Regions from separate parts of the Rattus norvegicus genome. Here region 1 is linked to region 2. Evidence: chromatin contacts called from public Hi-C data. All regions are on one chromosome and are shown on one strand. The core of a region is the stretch at or near the end of the contact, and the rest is flanking DNA. Distances in the headings are between cores, read along the strand shown. Region 1 overlaps Acvr2b (activin A receptor type 2B). Region 2 holds the start of Xylb (xylulokinase).

Region 1 (7,429 bases), core at 2,744-5,243, 71 kb after region 2:
CACAAGTGTCAGGCCCTAGGCCAACATGACCCAGTATGGCTAGGGCTGAGGCTGTATTCTGCCATTCTGACTGGGTAACATTTGACCTTGTGGGTCCTACCTGGATCGAGCCTTGAGATTGGCACCTTCTCCAAGGCTAGACCTCCCTAGAAGGAGCTTCCGCCTACCTTGGTGAGATGCTGTGAGTGTGACTGGAATCTGCTGTCTTGAGGGTTCCTCTCCCTGAACAGCCAGTCAGGATCCTCCTATATGCACTGGACCCTGGGAAACTGAGTGGTGTTAGCACTGAGCACCCTGCCAACCTCGGGTCAGGTGGGAGCCCCTTCCCTGATGCCCCTCTGGCCTCATGTGGGTTATTAGAGAAAGCTGGGGTGCCAGTGGATTGAGGTGCAGCAAGGCTGAGTCAGCACTGATTTCCTTTAGGGTATCTGCGTAAGGTTCTGTCAGCGAGGTAATAAATGCCACACCCCTTCGTGGGGAAGTCTGGAGAGGGAACAAGATGCCTTTGGCGTTTGTGTGCTCTTTCCTGTCCTACATCCAAAGCAGGGATACATCATGGGATCATAGTGGGCAAAGCGGTGGGGACTGCAGCTTATTGGTGGGGTTGATGAGAAGGGTGGAGTGGGTGGACGAGGCCATGACGAGTGTTCGTTCCAATGGCTGTGTCCAGCCATCTGGACGGAACTTCTTTGGGAAAAGATAGATATGTAAGAGTGGGTGGGTCGTACCTGTGGGTGTGCAGCTAAACCCAGCTGGAAGGCTGATCTGTGATCGCAGCTTAGCCCTTCTGTCTGAAAAAAGAACCCTCGGTGACCCTGGGAGCATACCCTTTTCCTGTAAGCGTAGCTATTCTGCAGCACCTGGTGAACACAGGCGAGATGGTGAACACACACGCAGGAAGGCCCCGCCTACAGGCTGGTGTGGGCAGGGAACGGAGCACTAGCCTGGTCTTCGTAGGAGGTGTTGATGTGTGGGTGGCAAGGGGGGTAGGTTGGCATCTTTCTTCTCCAGGCGCCTTCAGCATCTTCAGGACTGGTTAAAAGTCACTGGGCAGCGCTCAGCTTCTCTCCTTTTTGGGGCGCAGGTTCCGGGCGAGGGGAAGCTGAGACTCGGGAGTGCATCTACTACAACGCCAACTGGGAGCTGGAGCGCACCAACCAGAGCGGCCTGGAGCGCTGCGAGGGGGAACAGGACAAGCGGCTGCACTGCTATGCCTCGTGGCGCAACAGCTCGGGCACCATCGAGCTGGTGAAGAAGGGCTGCTGGCTAGATGACTTCAATTGCTACGACAGGTACCCGGGGCACATTTCCGCTGCTGCTGCCTCCGTAGCCCAGCTGCGCATGCGCCACCCACTGATCTCGGGGTATCTTCTAAGGCACTGCCCTGGATCCCAAGTCCCTGTTCTGGTGTTTGCCCTCCTCAGCTCGGGTAGCATTTCAGTGCCTGCCTGTCCCTCTCAGCCTTGGGTCACTCTTCAAGGGAAGTGGGCTCACCCTACCTGCTGATGTTTCAGAAGCTGCTTTGCCTGAGGGGAGGGGCCTGGGAGAGTCTTGCTGTCCCTGCTGTGGAGTTTTTAACGGGGACTCTGGGTTTTCAGGCAGGAGTGTGTGGCCACTGAGGAGAACCCCCAGGTGTATTTCTGCTGCTGTGAAGGCAATTTCTGCAACGAGCGCTTCACCCATTTGCCGGAGCCTGGGGGCCCAGAAGGTGAGGGGCCTGTGGGAAGAGGGTCTAAGTGGCACTCTGGAGGCAGTGGGGATTGTTTGCAGGGCCTACTGGAGTGTTAGAGTGGGCGGGCTGTGTGACACAGGGCTCCATGTGTCCCCCAGTCACGTACGAGCCACCCCCGACAGCCCCCACCCTGCTCACGGTGCTGGCCTATTCGCTGCTGCCCATTGGAGGCCTCTCTCTCATCGTCCTGCTGGCCTTCTGGATGTACCGACATCGAAAGCCTCCCTACGGCCACGTGGACATCCATGAGGTGAGACAGTGCCAGCGTGGGGGCGGGGGTAGGGACGGCTGCGCAGACTCCTTTAAGCTCTTGCTTTTCCAGGACCCTGGGCCTCCTCCCCCATCGCCTCTGGTGGGCCTGAAGCCGCTACAGTTGCTGGAGATCAAGGCTCGAGGTCGCTTTGGCTGCGTCTGGAAGGCTCAGCTCATGAACGACTTTGTGGCTGTGAAGATCTTCCCACTTCAGGTGAGCTTTTGGGGGTCTTCAAGCCATCTTCTCTCACTGGGGTCCAAGCTGGAGTCTCTTCCCCACAGGGCAGCCCGGGATTCTGATTCAGAACTGAGAGTCCATCATAGGATTAGGGTCAGGCTTTGACCCACGTGGGTTCTGGGTCTTGCCATTACTTCCATGTGTGTATGCAGTTTGCATGTTTTATGTACACAAAGGCCTATGTGTGGAGGCTGAGATCGACACTGAATAATTTTCTTTATTGTTGGTTTTTTTTGTTTGTTTTGTTTTTTGTTTTTTGGGGTTTTTTTTGGAGTCAGGATTTCAGTGAACTTGACATATAGACCAGGCTGGCCTTGAACCCACAAAAGTCCACCTGCCTCCACCTCCCAAGTGCTGGAGTTAAAGGTGTGTATACCGTACCTGGTTCTCCACTTATTTACAGTTCTTTATTTTATTTATTTTAATGAAAATACTTATTTTTTACATGTACAGGTGTTTCGCCTGCATGTACCTATCTATGCGTGCCACATGCATGCCTGGTGCCTGTGGAAGCCAGAAGAGAGTGTTGGATCCTTGAGACTGGAGTTAGAGAGGTTGTGAGCCACCATCTATATGCTGGGAATTGAACCCAGGTGCTCAGGAAGAGCAGCCAGTGCTCCTAACCTCAGAGCCACCTCTCTAGGCTTCTACCCTTTAAAGTTCTTTTGAGACAAGGTCTCTCACTTAGCCTGGGACTGACTGGTTTGGTAGAGGAGTTGGCAAGCACCAGGTATCCTCCCCTGTTTGCCTTCCCCATCTTCCTGCTTCCAGCACTGGGGTTAAACTCTGTATAGGGGTCTGGGGATCTGAACTTGGGTCCTCATGCTTTTGCCTGGCAGGCCCTTAGCCTCCCGGAGCCCCTCCTCGGTCCCCGAGTTTGGTAGTTGACGTTATGGTCTACTCAGAGGCTCCTGACACCTGGCAAGCCTGGACTTAGTCGCCCAGGGTGCTTGAGGAGTCGAGCACTTGCTGGCTGATACTGGCTGGGCACCTCACTCAGCGTTTGTAAATCAGGGCGCTGGCATCAGCTCCCCCAGAGACTGCTGCCGGCCTGGCTCTCCTCGTGCATGTGGAGGCCAGGAGACCAGTGGTGGGGATGAAGTAGGGCATGTTGGGGTGGCTGTCCTGTGGCAGGGCTGAGCCGCCTCCCTACCTCAGGACAAGCAGTCGTGGCAGAGTGAGCGGGAGATCTTCAGCACACCGGGCATGAAGCACGAAAACCTCCTGCAGTTCATTGCTGCAGAGAAACGAGGCTCCAACCTGGAGGTGGAGCTGTGGCTCATCACAGCCTTCCACGACAAGGTGAGCTACACCCCAGCAAGGCCCCGGGGTGGACAGGGAGGTCCCAACGGTGGCTTTGCCATGAGTCGACCCCCGTGTCAGCCGCACCTCGGTCCCCTCTGCACGCTTGCACCAGGACATTCCCGCTGGGCCTGGGTTGGGTTGCACCCTGTTCTGCATTTGGAGCCTTTGCCCACAGTCGGCTGCCTTCTCTTAGGGCTCCCTCACGGATTACCTCAAGGGGAACATCATCACGTGGAACGAGCTGTGTCATGTGGCAGAGACGATGTCACGAGGCCTCTCGTACCTGCATGAGGATGTGCCGTGGTGTCGTGGCGAGGGCCACAAGCCTTCTATTGCCCACAGGTACCTGGTTAAGGAGCCCTCCCTGCTGTAGAGCATGGCTCTGCTTCCTTGAATGTGCCTGTGCTGCGTCCCAGTAAACCCTGCTCTCCCGTAGCTGGAGACAGCTAGCTCTCCAGGCCAGTGCTCTTGCGCCCTCTGCTGGGCACAGGAGAAAGTGCTGACTCTGGAGAGCTGGCTCTTCAAATTCTCAGATTGTGGTCCAGAACCTTTTATGTCCATGTTTGCTGATGGTTGCTAGCACAGAGCACACGTGTTTTATGTGTCGCCACGATAACATCAGCTGTCCACTATTCCCCTGGGGAGCCCCACTCTATACCGATGAGATTTAAAAGGGCAAACGGTAGTCAATTACCAGTGCCTAACTTCACGGAGCTCTGGATTAGGATCTTTTAGGATTTCTGAGCCACGCTGTTGTTTGGTTGGTTCGGTTTTGGTTTTTCTAGTCTAGGCAGAGTGGACTGCCTGCACCACTCGAGCACTGCCCTGCCTGTGCGGCTTTAGCAAGCTGACTCTATATTCTTGTTCACATTCCAAACATTGTAAGATTTGTGTGCCATGCCCTGTGAGATTTATGGGCCAGCTTCTAGTGCTGTGGTATAGGGTCTTACCCAGCTGCCAGAGTGGGACCTGCTGTATGGGCCCCTGAACTCCCAAGCCGTTCGTCTCCTGCCCCACAGAGGTGGGGATGGTTTGACCCAGGAGCTACAGGTCATGGACTCTAGTAATTTGAGAGGCAGGGTGGGAGGAGGATCGAGATCAGCCATCTCAGGGTGGGCCGGGTCTTGAACCTGTGTGACAGTTTGCTCTTGGTCTGCTCAGGGACTTCAAAAGCAAGAATGTTCTGCTGAAGAGCGACCTCACCGCGGTGCTGGCTGACTTTGGCCTGGCTGTTCGGTTTGAGCCGGGGAAGCCTCCAGGGGATACCCATGGGCAGGTAAGGAACCTGGGCAGTGGGAGGAGAGGCTGGCACAGAGCTCTGGGCTCAGCTGGGGTGACTGCAGAGCTACGTGGGAACTTGGGAACTAGGTTCTTAACTCACCAATAGAGAGGTTGGCGAGGCTTCCTCCAGCCACCCGGCTGAGGGATCCAGGCTTCATTTGGGCTTCGGCAGCTCGTCCTGGTATTTCAGTCTTTCTCTTTCTGTTGTAATTTTATTTTATTTTCCCAAAAGACGTTGTGTGTGTGTGTGTGTGTGTGTGTGTGTGTGTTGTGTAAGAGAGTCAGGTTTTTTTCCAGCATGTGGGTTCCTTGGCTTGAACTTGGGTCGTGTGGCTTGCAGCAAGCCTTTACCACAGAGGCTCCTGCCTGCCCTCAGTTGTAGTCATTAAGCGAGATTAAAGAGGAAAGAAAGGGTGCTGAGAATCCCAGCCAAACGTGTAGAAAAGGCCATGAAAATTAAGCCAGCAGTCATCCTGGGGGAGTCTCCCTGTGGTTTAAACGAGTTCTCCACATTCTTCTTCGGCCTTTTGACTGTTGCTTCATTGTTTATTTAACCTGTGTATTCCCGTTTCCACACGAGTTGCTTGTCTGGGTTTGGAGGCCTGGGGTAGCCACTGGGCATCTTCCTTGATCACCTTAAGCCTTGTCGATTAATACTGGGTCCTTTGCTGGTTATCAGGTAGTCTAGCCAGCTTTCTCTGGGGACGCCATCGTCCCCTCCCTGTGCTGCTGTTGCCACATTTATGTGGCTTCTCGATATCCAAACTTCTGTCTTCACACTTGAGTGGCTGGTGCCTTAGGAGCTAAGCCGCCTCTTTATCTGTTAGAGGGTCTGTCTCTGTGTCGTTCAGGTTGGTCTGGGACTTTTAGTTCTCCTGCCTCAGCCTTCCGAGTGTCTGGCTTTACTTTAGGCACCGTTGGAGGAAAAAGCCTCAGAGTAGCCTGTTTGAGATGTTCCAGGGCTGCACAGCTGTCTAACAAGCACTGCCTCCAGTCCATCAGTTACTGTCAGATAGAATCATAACCCTGCTTCAAAGGGACGGACCAGGGCTTCAGCTCCAACGCTTCGTGCTCAGAATTCCAGTCTTACCCAGCCTGGTGCTCATTGCTTCTCCCAGCCAACTGCATTTGAGTACAGCTGGTCTCTGGAGATCCTGTCCTTTGTCTTCCTGTAGGTTGGCACCAGACGGTACATGGCCCCCGAGGTGCTGGAGGGGGCCATCAACTTCCAGAGAGACGCCTTCCTGCGTATCGACATGTACGCCATGGGCCTGGTGCTGTGGGAGCTCGTTTCTCGTTGCAAGGCCGCAGATGGTGAGTGGTTTGTTGGCTATGGGCACCCTGGGCTGGGGGCTTGGAGCTGGGCCTTGTGATTCCATCAGAGCCCCCACCCGTCACTCAGGGCCTGTCGATGAGTACATGCTGCCTTTCGAGGAAGAGATTGGCCAACACCCTTCACTGGAGGAGCTTCAGGAGGTGGTTGTCCACAAGAAGATGAGGCCCACCATTAAGGATCACTGGCTGAAACATCCGGTGAGGGAGCTGGGTTCTGGAGTCAACAGGGGTACGTGAAGGGAACCTGCCTCGGCGTGAGGAGGGAAGGCTACCATGTTCCCTGGGTTCTAGGGACATATCCCTGAGGTTGTGGGAAATATGGTAGGCCCTTTCCTCCTTCTTGTCCCCTCTGTGGCTCAACTGGGAAACGTTGGACAAAGCTCTGTGTTTGGGCTTTGTGTTTATTTGACTTGAGTTCCAGTGTTCCAAGATGAGCAGCTCTGCCTGCGGGGAGCGGGAGCGAACATTCTCCTGGGCCCGGGCTCCGTGGGGTAACCAGCGGGAGGAGAGGAGTTTCAGGGAATTTGCAGCCTGATAATCCACCTATAATGGCTATAACTGGGCCTGGGCCGTAGGCCCTTCCTAATCCCCTGACTCATAGCCACTGGCTGCCCTCGCTGAGTAGCCCTAACAAGGGTTCTTTCCTCCCTCCCCGTCCTCCGCAGGGCCTGGCCCAGCTCTGCGTGACCATCGAGGAGTGCTGGGACCATGATGCAGAGGCTCGTCTGTCTGCAGGCTGTGTGGAAGAGCGGGTATCCCTGATCAGGAGGTCGGTCAACAGCTCTACCTCGGACTGTCTCGTCTCTCTGGTGACCTCCGTCACCAATGTGGACCTGCTCCCTAAAGAGTCCAGCATCTAAGCCCAGGACACTAGCGTTTCTCCAGACTCAGTGGATCTGAAGAAGAAAAAAAAAAAGGAAAAAAAAAGTTGTGTTTTGTTTTGGAAATCCCATAAAACCAACAAACACATAAAGTGCAGCTGCTATTTTTCCCTTGACTTTTATTATTATTATAATTATTATAATTATTATTAATATTATTTTTGGATTGGATCAGTTTTTACCAGCATATTGTTCTACTGTATCGCAAACAGCGGACACGTCAGCAGGCGTTGAGGTGCTGAGCTGTGAACGCAGAAGCGGCGCCATGCTGAAGAGCCTCAGCCACTTCCTGTCCTTCTTGTTCTCTTTGTCGTCTCAGAATCTGTAACACAAAGAAACTCGTCTCCTGTCTTAGGAAACTCAATGCTGCAGTTCTCTACTAGAGGAACCTTTGAAGACTGTTAC
Region 2 (7,003 bases), core at 582-3,081:
GCAGTCTAGCTAAATTACTAGGTCATCCACATCACCCAGCCTGAGTTCCTTTCCCTGTGTCCAACTAAGGGTAGGAAACCCCTCTCCATCCAGAAGTGGCCTCTTTGGATTTCATCATCCCACCCCCACACCCACACCCACACCCACACATGCTGCTTTGAGACTAGGTTTCACAGTGTAGTCCTGGCTGTCCTGGAACTTTCTATGTAGAGTAGGCTGGCCTTTAACTCCCCAAGATCTGCCTCCGGAATGCAAAGTCCTAAGTCACCCTGGGCCCATTCTTCATGCTGTGCACCAACACGCTTTCCTGACACCATCCACTAAGCCCTTTTCTGAGGTGCAGGGTGAGCATACTGTTCAGTGGAGGATGAGAGTCATGGGGAACAGAGCCACCCCACCTGAGTCAGCCCAGGCAATCGGCTGACCCATGGGTCACAATACCAGATGATTTCAAACTGGGAATCGTGCCTTAACGTTTGGGAAAGTGAGGTAGGAGGTTCAGGAATTCAAGGCCAGTCCCAGCTATACTGTAAGTTCAAGGCCACCCTGAGGGCATGTGAGACCTTATAAGAGATCATGTCATGCTATACTTGTTGTTACAGGCCTATAATCTCAGCTACTGGGAGGCTGGTGGGAGGATTGTAAGCCTGAGGCCTGTTTGGGCAGAAGGAATTTTCGAGCCTAGTCAAGACTGTCAAAATAAGCAAACAAAAAGAAAAAATAGAAGGAGAAGGGAGAGAGATTATTTTATATATTATTAGTATTTTTTGTTATGTATCCCAGGCTGGCCTCAACTCATCGGCCTCCAGTCTCACCTATCCAAATACTGGATTAGAGTGTAAGCTACTATCCCAAATTTAATTAAGATTTTATTTTTCTAGTTGACTCTAGAACACAGGTCAGACAAAAGCTATTTCTTCGGTCTCCATTTACATTTTTCTTTTCCTTCCATATATATATGGGAGGGTGGTGTCATCTCACTGTGTAGCCTTGGCTGACCTGGAACTTTCCTATGTAGATCAGGCTGGCCTCAAACGCATAGAGATCTGTCCACCCAGCCTTCCTCATGCTGGAATTAAAGGCATGCACCAACACGCCCAGTTTGACCTTCAGAAGTCCACCCCACATTTCACTTTGAGACAAAGTGTCTTAATTCCGTAGCTCTGATTGCCTGGAATTCTCTATGTAGACCAGACTGGCCTTGAATTCACAGAGATCCACCAGTCTCTGCCTCCTGAGTGCTGGGATTAAAGGCATGCACCACCACAACTGGCTTCTTCAGCCCCTTTTTAATTTTATTTGAGACCAGGCTCCTTCCTTCCTTCCTTCCTTCCGTCCTTCCTTCCTTCCTTCCTTCCTCCCTCCCTCCCTCCCTCCCCCCTCTCTCTCCCTCCCCCCCCTCTCTCCCTCCCTCCCTTCCAGCCTGAGAATTCCGGGAGGCGGGGGGGGGGGGGGGGCAGGACCCTCCCTGAAGGACTTGCAAGAACTAGTTGCCCCAGAGTTCCCAAGTGTCTCCAAGGAAAGCCAGGCCTTCTTAGGTCGGGGCAGGGGTGAGTGGTGAGTGTGGGTGGGGTGAACTGGAGGGAAGCCACTTCGCTGCCGGATGGGGACCTGCACCGGTAGCGACCACCAAGTGCCCCATCCAGACCCAGTACCACTCGCGACCTCCCGCAGGCGGCGCCAGAGGGCAGTCCCACCTCGTGACTCCAGTCCAGAGTCCTGCCGGGCGTGGCGAGAGGCGGGCCCTGGAGTCTGGGCGCCGGAGCGCAGCGACAGTCTCGCCGCCTCGGGACACATGGACGCACGGACGCACAGACGGACGGTGGGAACCCCCAAGACCATGGCGGAGCGGGCGGGCCGCCGCTGTTGCCTGGGCTGGGACTTCAGCACGCAGCAGGTACGCGGGGGGCGCGGAGTGGGAGCCTAGCGATGCCTGCCAGCGAGACGCGTCCTCCCGGAAACCTCCGGTGCCTTCCTGCAGAACCCCGAGAACAAGAGCACGAACACGTAGCCGGGCGAAAGTGCCTGGAGAGGTCCACGCGAGTCCCGGTTGCAGATGACTGGAATACGAGACACTCGGCGAAAACGGCAGAGCCCACAGGCTGGCAGACGTGTGCGCGCATGCATAACCTAGATCCGGTTTACAACTGAGCGCCTTTACTTTACTTTATTATTTTATATTTTGAGGCAGAACTTTACTATGTAGCTTCCGCTGGCCTGGATTCACTGTGCAGACCAGACTGGCCTTGAACTCACAGTGATCCACTATCCGTAGCCTCCTGAGTGCTGGGTTTAAAGGAGGATGCCACCACACCACACACTTTTATTTTTTAAAAGTGAAATGGGCATAGTGTGCAAATGGACTTTGCCTGTCCGCAACCTCCCCACCCCCCTCTTGACTGGCATTAGTGTGCCAGGGTCTGCCATACCAGGACTGCTGGTCAGAGGTTGGAGTTCCCAGCAGAGAGCTGAGTGCATTAACAATTTGCCTTCCAAGTAGGCATGGGACGTCCGAGCATGCGTCCTCGAGGAATAAACATAGTAGCTGTGAGACCTTCTCAGACGGATGAAGAGAGCCAGAGCCTTCGGGTCCCTGTGGGGAACATCCCATAGGGATGTCACCTTGCCCTACTAGACCTGTTACTCCCTCTTCCCTGAGCTTGGAATGGAAGAGCTTCCTTAGGATGTCTTATCTGGCTTGATGGTAGTCACTGCTCTGGGGATAACCCCTGGAGACAAGCCTCCTTGTAGGGTGCAGATGTCATGGCCTCCCCTGTTTGAGGAGCATATTCTTGAAGACAGTGGGAGTTTCATCTGGATTTCTCATTTTTTAATTTTCTGCTTTTCTTTATTTATTTAAGATTTATTGATTTAACATATAGAAGCACACTGTCGCTGTCTTCAGACACCAGAAGAGGGCATCAGATCTCATTACAGATAGTTGTGAGCCACCATGTGGTTGCTGGGAATTGAACTCAGGACCTCTGGAAGAGCAGTCAGTGCTCTTAACCGCTGAGCCATCTCTCCAGCCCTATTTATTTATTTATTTTGAGCACGTGCCCCCTGAAACATTTTGCTACGGTTACGATGATGCCCAATAACCTTTGTGTCAATGCTGAACCTTACCTGACTTAGAAACCCCTTGGGCCGGGGTAGAGGCTGAGAAAATCCTACACACCGTTCTCATAAATGTCTTCCAGGTCAAAGTCGTTGCTGTTGATGCAGAGCTGAACGTCTTCTATGAGGACAGTGTGCATTTTGACAGAGACCTTCCGGAATTTGGGTGTGTAGCTGGTGGGCGTGGGCGGGCGGGTGGTTTGAGATCCTCCCTAAAGCATTTGCATTTATCAGCTTACTGGTCTGACCTAACCCAGCTGCAAGAGAGTCTGCATAGACCTCTGAGCATCTATTATTATTAATTATTATTATTATTATTATTATCGCCATCATTGTTGTTGTTGTTGTTGTTGTGTTTGCTTGCAAGTATGTCTGTGCACCACATTCCTGCCTGGTGTCCAAAGAGGCCAGCAGAGGACATCAGATCCCCTGTAACTGGAATCACAGACAGTTGTGAGCCACCATAGAGTGGTGGGAATTGAACCTAGTTCCTCTGGAAGAGCAGCCAGTGCTCTTAACCCCTGAGCCATACGTATATCTCTGCGGCCCCTGAGAACCTTTTCTTTGCACACTCGGAGTGATTTCTTCCCTATTCCTTCCCAGTTGAGCTCATCCGTTCACTCAGATTTTCGTTTTGTACCAGGCACAGGATGGTTCTTGGCTCCCTTCTGTTACTAATGGAAGAGCACCACATAGCGGGGCTGTGGTGGCGCCCGCCTTTAATCCTGGCACTCCAGGCAGAGGCAGGTGGATCTCTGGATTCAAGGCCAGCCTGGTCTGCAGAGTGAGTTCCAGGACAGCCGGGGCTACACAGAGAAATCCTGTCTCAAAGAGAAAAGGTGCTACAGACTGGAGAAGTTATAAAGAAATGTTCACGTCAGCTCGAAATCGAACTTCTTTCTGGCCAGAGTCCATTGGTCACATCTACTGTTGGCCTTCTTTTCCTTAGAGTACTTTTGGCACTAGGCATGTGCGCACGTATGTGCACCTGAGCGTATCTTCTCACCCCTTTTTGGTTCTTTTTTTTTTTTTTTTTTTTTTTTTCCCGGAGCTGGGGACCGAACCCAGGGCCTTGCGCTTCCTAGGTAAGCGCTCTACCACTGAGTTAAATCCCCAGCCCCTTCTCACCCCTTTTTGAAACAGGGTCTCATGGCTCTCACTGTGTAGTTGAAGACAACCTTAAATTTTTTTTAAACATTTATTCATTTATTATATATAAGTACACTGTAGCTGTCTTCAGATACACCAGAAGAGGGCATCAGATTTCTTTACAGATGGTTGTGAGCCACCATGTGGTTGCTGGGAATTGAACTCAGGACCTCTGGAAGAGTAGTCGGGTGCTCTTAACCACTGAGCCATCTCTCCAGCCCCAACCTTAAATTTTTTTTTTTCTTTTTTTTCGGAGCTGGGGACCGAACCCAGGGCCTTGTGCTTGCTAGGCAAGCGCTTTAAATTTCTAATCCTTGTTTGTCCCTTCAGAGGTTGCTGCTGCCACGTCTGGGATGTTTGTGGTTTTTGTTATTGTTGTTGTTGTTGTTTTGGTTTTGTTTTGTTTTTTGATTTATTTGTTTTTGAGAAGGCTCACTTTTTCTAGGCTGGCTCCCCCAGTTTGTAATCCTCCTGCTTCAGCCTCCAGAGTGCCAGGATGATGGAAGAGTCACACTTGACTGCTCCTTTTAATTTTTTTTTGGTTCTTTTTTTCGGAGCTGGGGACCGAACCCAGGGCCTTGCGCTTCCTAGGTAAGCGCTCTACCACTGAGCTAAATCCCCAGCCCCTTAAATTTTTTTTATTCATCTTTCTTTTTGTCCTGGGGATCAAAAAGGGCTTTGTACCTACTAAATCACAGAGTGACAGCCTCGGCTTCTCTTATACAAAGTCCCCTGCTCTTCAGGTACACACCTACAAGCTTAGCAATCAGGAGCAAGTTCCGTGCCAGCCTGAGCTACCAGGAGGAAAGAGAAAGCAACCAGTTTTCATTCCTGACGTCCAGCCCTGCCTTCTGGGCAAGGCTTTCTCTTCTGACATGGTGCCTTCTAGAAAAGACTTCCCCAGGGCTAAAGAGATTCCAGTTAAGAGCACTGGCTACTCTTCCAGAGGACCTGGGTTCAGTTCCCAACAGTCACTCACATGGTGGCTCACAACCATCTATGGCTCTAGTCTCAGGGGATCATATGGCCTGTTTGGACCTCTCAGGGTACTAGGCACACATGTGGTACACGCACATACATGTAAGGCAAAACACCCATATAAATGAAATGAAAACTGAGAAAAAAAAATGAGCTGTCCAGTTCTGTGTGAAAAGACTCCTCCGTCTTTTCCTTATGGCTTCTTGTGCTCAGTACATAGTTTCTGCTTGGCACACAAGGGATATTTTCCTTGGTGTGGAGGCCTCTGCCACCCACCATGTGGCAGTTCCTCAGAGATCGGCCTGTCCAGGGCTCCGTCCCACATACCTGTTCTCCCTGCAGAACTCAGGGCGGTGTCCATGTACACAAGGACAGGCTGACGGTCACCTCTCCGGTCCTGATGTGGGTCCAGGTAAGCATAGGGAGGCTCCCTCCCCTCTCCTGTATGCAGCCTGTGGCACTGCAGGCCCCACAGTGGCAGTTCTTGGAGGCATCCATTGAGACTGTATAAGTCTGGGGTCAGAATAAGCCAGAGTTTATGGTTTGCTTATGTATTCATTTACTTTGTTCTTTTGAAACAGGGTTTCTCTGTGCAACCCTGACTGTTCTGGAACTCGCTCTGACCAGGCTGGTCTTAAACTCAGATCTGCCTACCATAAGTAGCCTCCAGTGCCTCCGTAGCACTGGGATTAAAGGTGTGCATCACCACACCTGGCTGGCTGTTTATGTTTGAAGGATGAGGTCTCATAGCCCAGGGTGGTGTAGAACTCATTATGTGGCCAAGAAAAACCTTGAACTCTGATCCTATCTTTACCTCCTAAGTGTTAGGATTAAGTATGTAGCTTCACGCCCAGTGTATGTGGTCCTGGAGCTTCCTGCAAGCTGCCTAAACACTCTACAAGCTGTGTCCCTAGTCTGTGCCACCTTTAAAGGTTTATTATTTTATATGTGAGTACACTGTCGCCGTCTTCAGACACACCAGAAGAGGACATCGGATCACGTTACAGGTGGTTGTGAGCCATCATGTGGTTTCTGGGAATTGAACTCAGGACTTTTGGAGGAGTAGTCAGTGATCTTAACCCTCTCCAGCCCCTAGGCCACCTTTAAATAGACACAGAACCAGGCTTTCCTGGACCCTGCCATCAGTACTAGCATGGCCTGAGGGTTTTAGTGTCTTCATATTGTCCCCAAAGCATGGTCACTCAGGATGTTGTCTTAAAATTAATTAGACAGGCTAAAATCAGCTCCAAACTAGACCTGCCTGCTTAGGACCACCCACCCTGACCCTCCTGGGGCCAGATCTGGTGACCCATAAAAGGACCCATCTAACACAGACAAACGCGACATGTCTGAGCGTGCCTCATGCTGATGTCACCAAAGTCCTTCAACTTGGAAGCCAGGCAAAGGCAGCGCTTAGTGTGTCTGCCAAAAGCCTTCCTCCACCCTCCCATACCCATTTATCCATCTCCTATGTTATTTTCTGTTTAAAAATTAGACTACTGTGAGTTCTGTTCTATCTACCTGATCAAGGGTCAGACTCTGGGAGAGTGGAGTTAAAGATGGATTCTAACCAGACACGTTGACTGAAATACACCTCAGAGGACAGAGCCAGACCCAAGGTGCAGAGACAAGGTCAGAGGCAAGGGTCGTTGTTGAGAGGTCCCAGAGATGAAGTTAAGGACTGTGTCAGGGTGGGTGGGTGGAGATCCAGGGTTACCTGTAGAGCCAGGGTGGTCCCTAAGCTGAGGCACCCTCTGGT

What was found. A called contact is a pair of places that touch in the nucleus more often than the background predicts.
Region 1: a Hi-C map of frontal cortex shows a contact between it and region 2, with 3 times the contacts expected there. The contact joins the enhancer-like site here to the promoter of Xylb in region 2. A contact is called at or near these places in 10 of 12 Hi-C or Micro-C datasets (the A7r5 cell line, the Rat2 cell line, Schwann cells and 7 more) and 1 of 1 datasets of contacts at active chromatin or transcription factors (oligodendrocytes).

What each region holds. Positions count from the first base shown.
Region 1 is chr8:128,041,123-128,048,551 of GRCr8, forward strand. Acvr2b (activin A receptor type 2B) reads left to right here. Exons shown (of 11, transcript NM_031554.1): 2 at 1,085-1,292; 3 at 1,599-1,708; 4 at 1,831-1,982; 5 at 2,055-2,198; 6 at 3,381-3,524; 7 at 3,721-3,869; 8 at 4,689-4,803; 9 at 5,984-6,122; 10 at 6,211-6,341; 11 at 6,809-7,059. The coding sequence ends at 7,003. Among named protein-coding and RNA genes, the nearest start is that of Exog, 18 kb to the right of the region's middle. Within about 2 kb of position 3,994, at least 10 of the 93 cell types and tissues checked have an H3K27ac peak or open chromatin away from gene starts, as enhancers often do.
Region 2 is chr8:127,971,967-127,978,969 of GRCr8, forward strand. It overlaps Xylb (xylulokinase), which reads left to right and starts at 1,832. Exons shown (of 19, transcript NM_001033704.2): 1 at 1,832-1,897; 2 at 3,201-3,283; 3 at 5,587-5,656. The coding sequence starts at 1,841.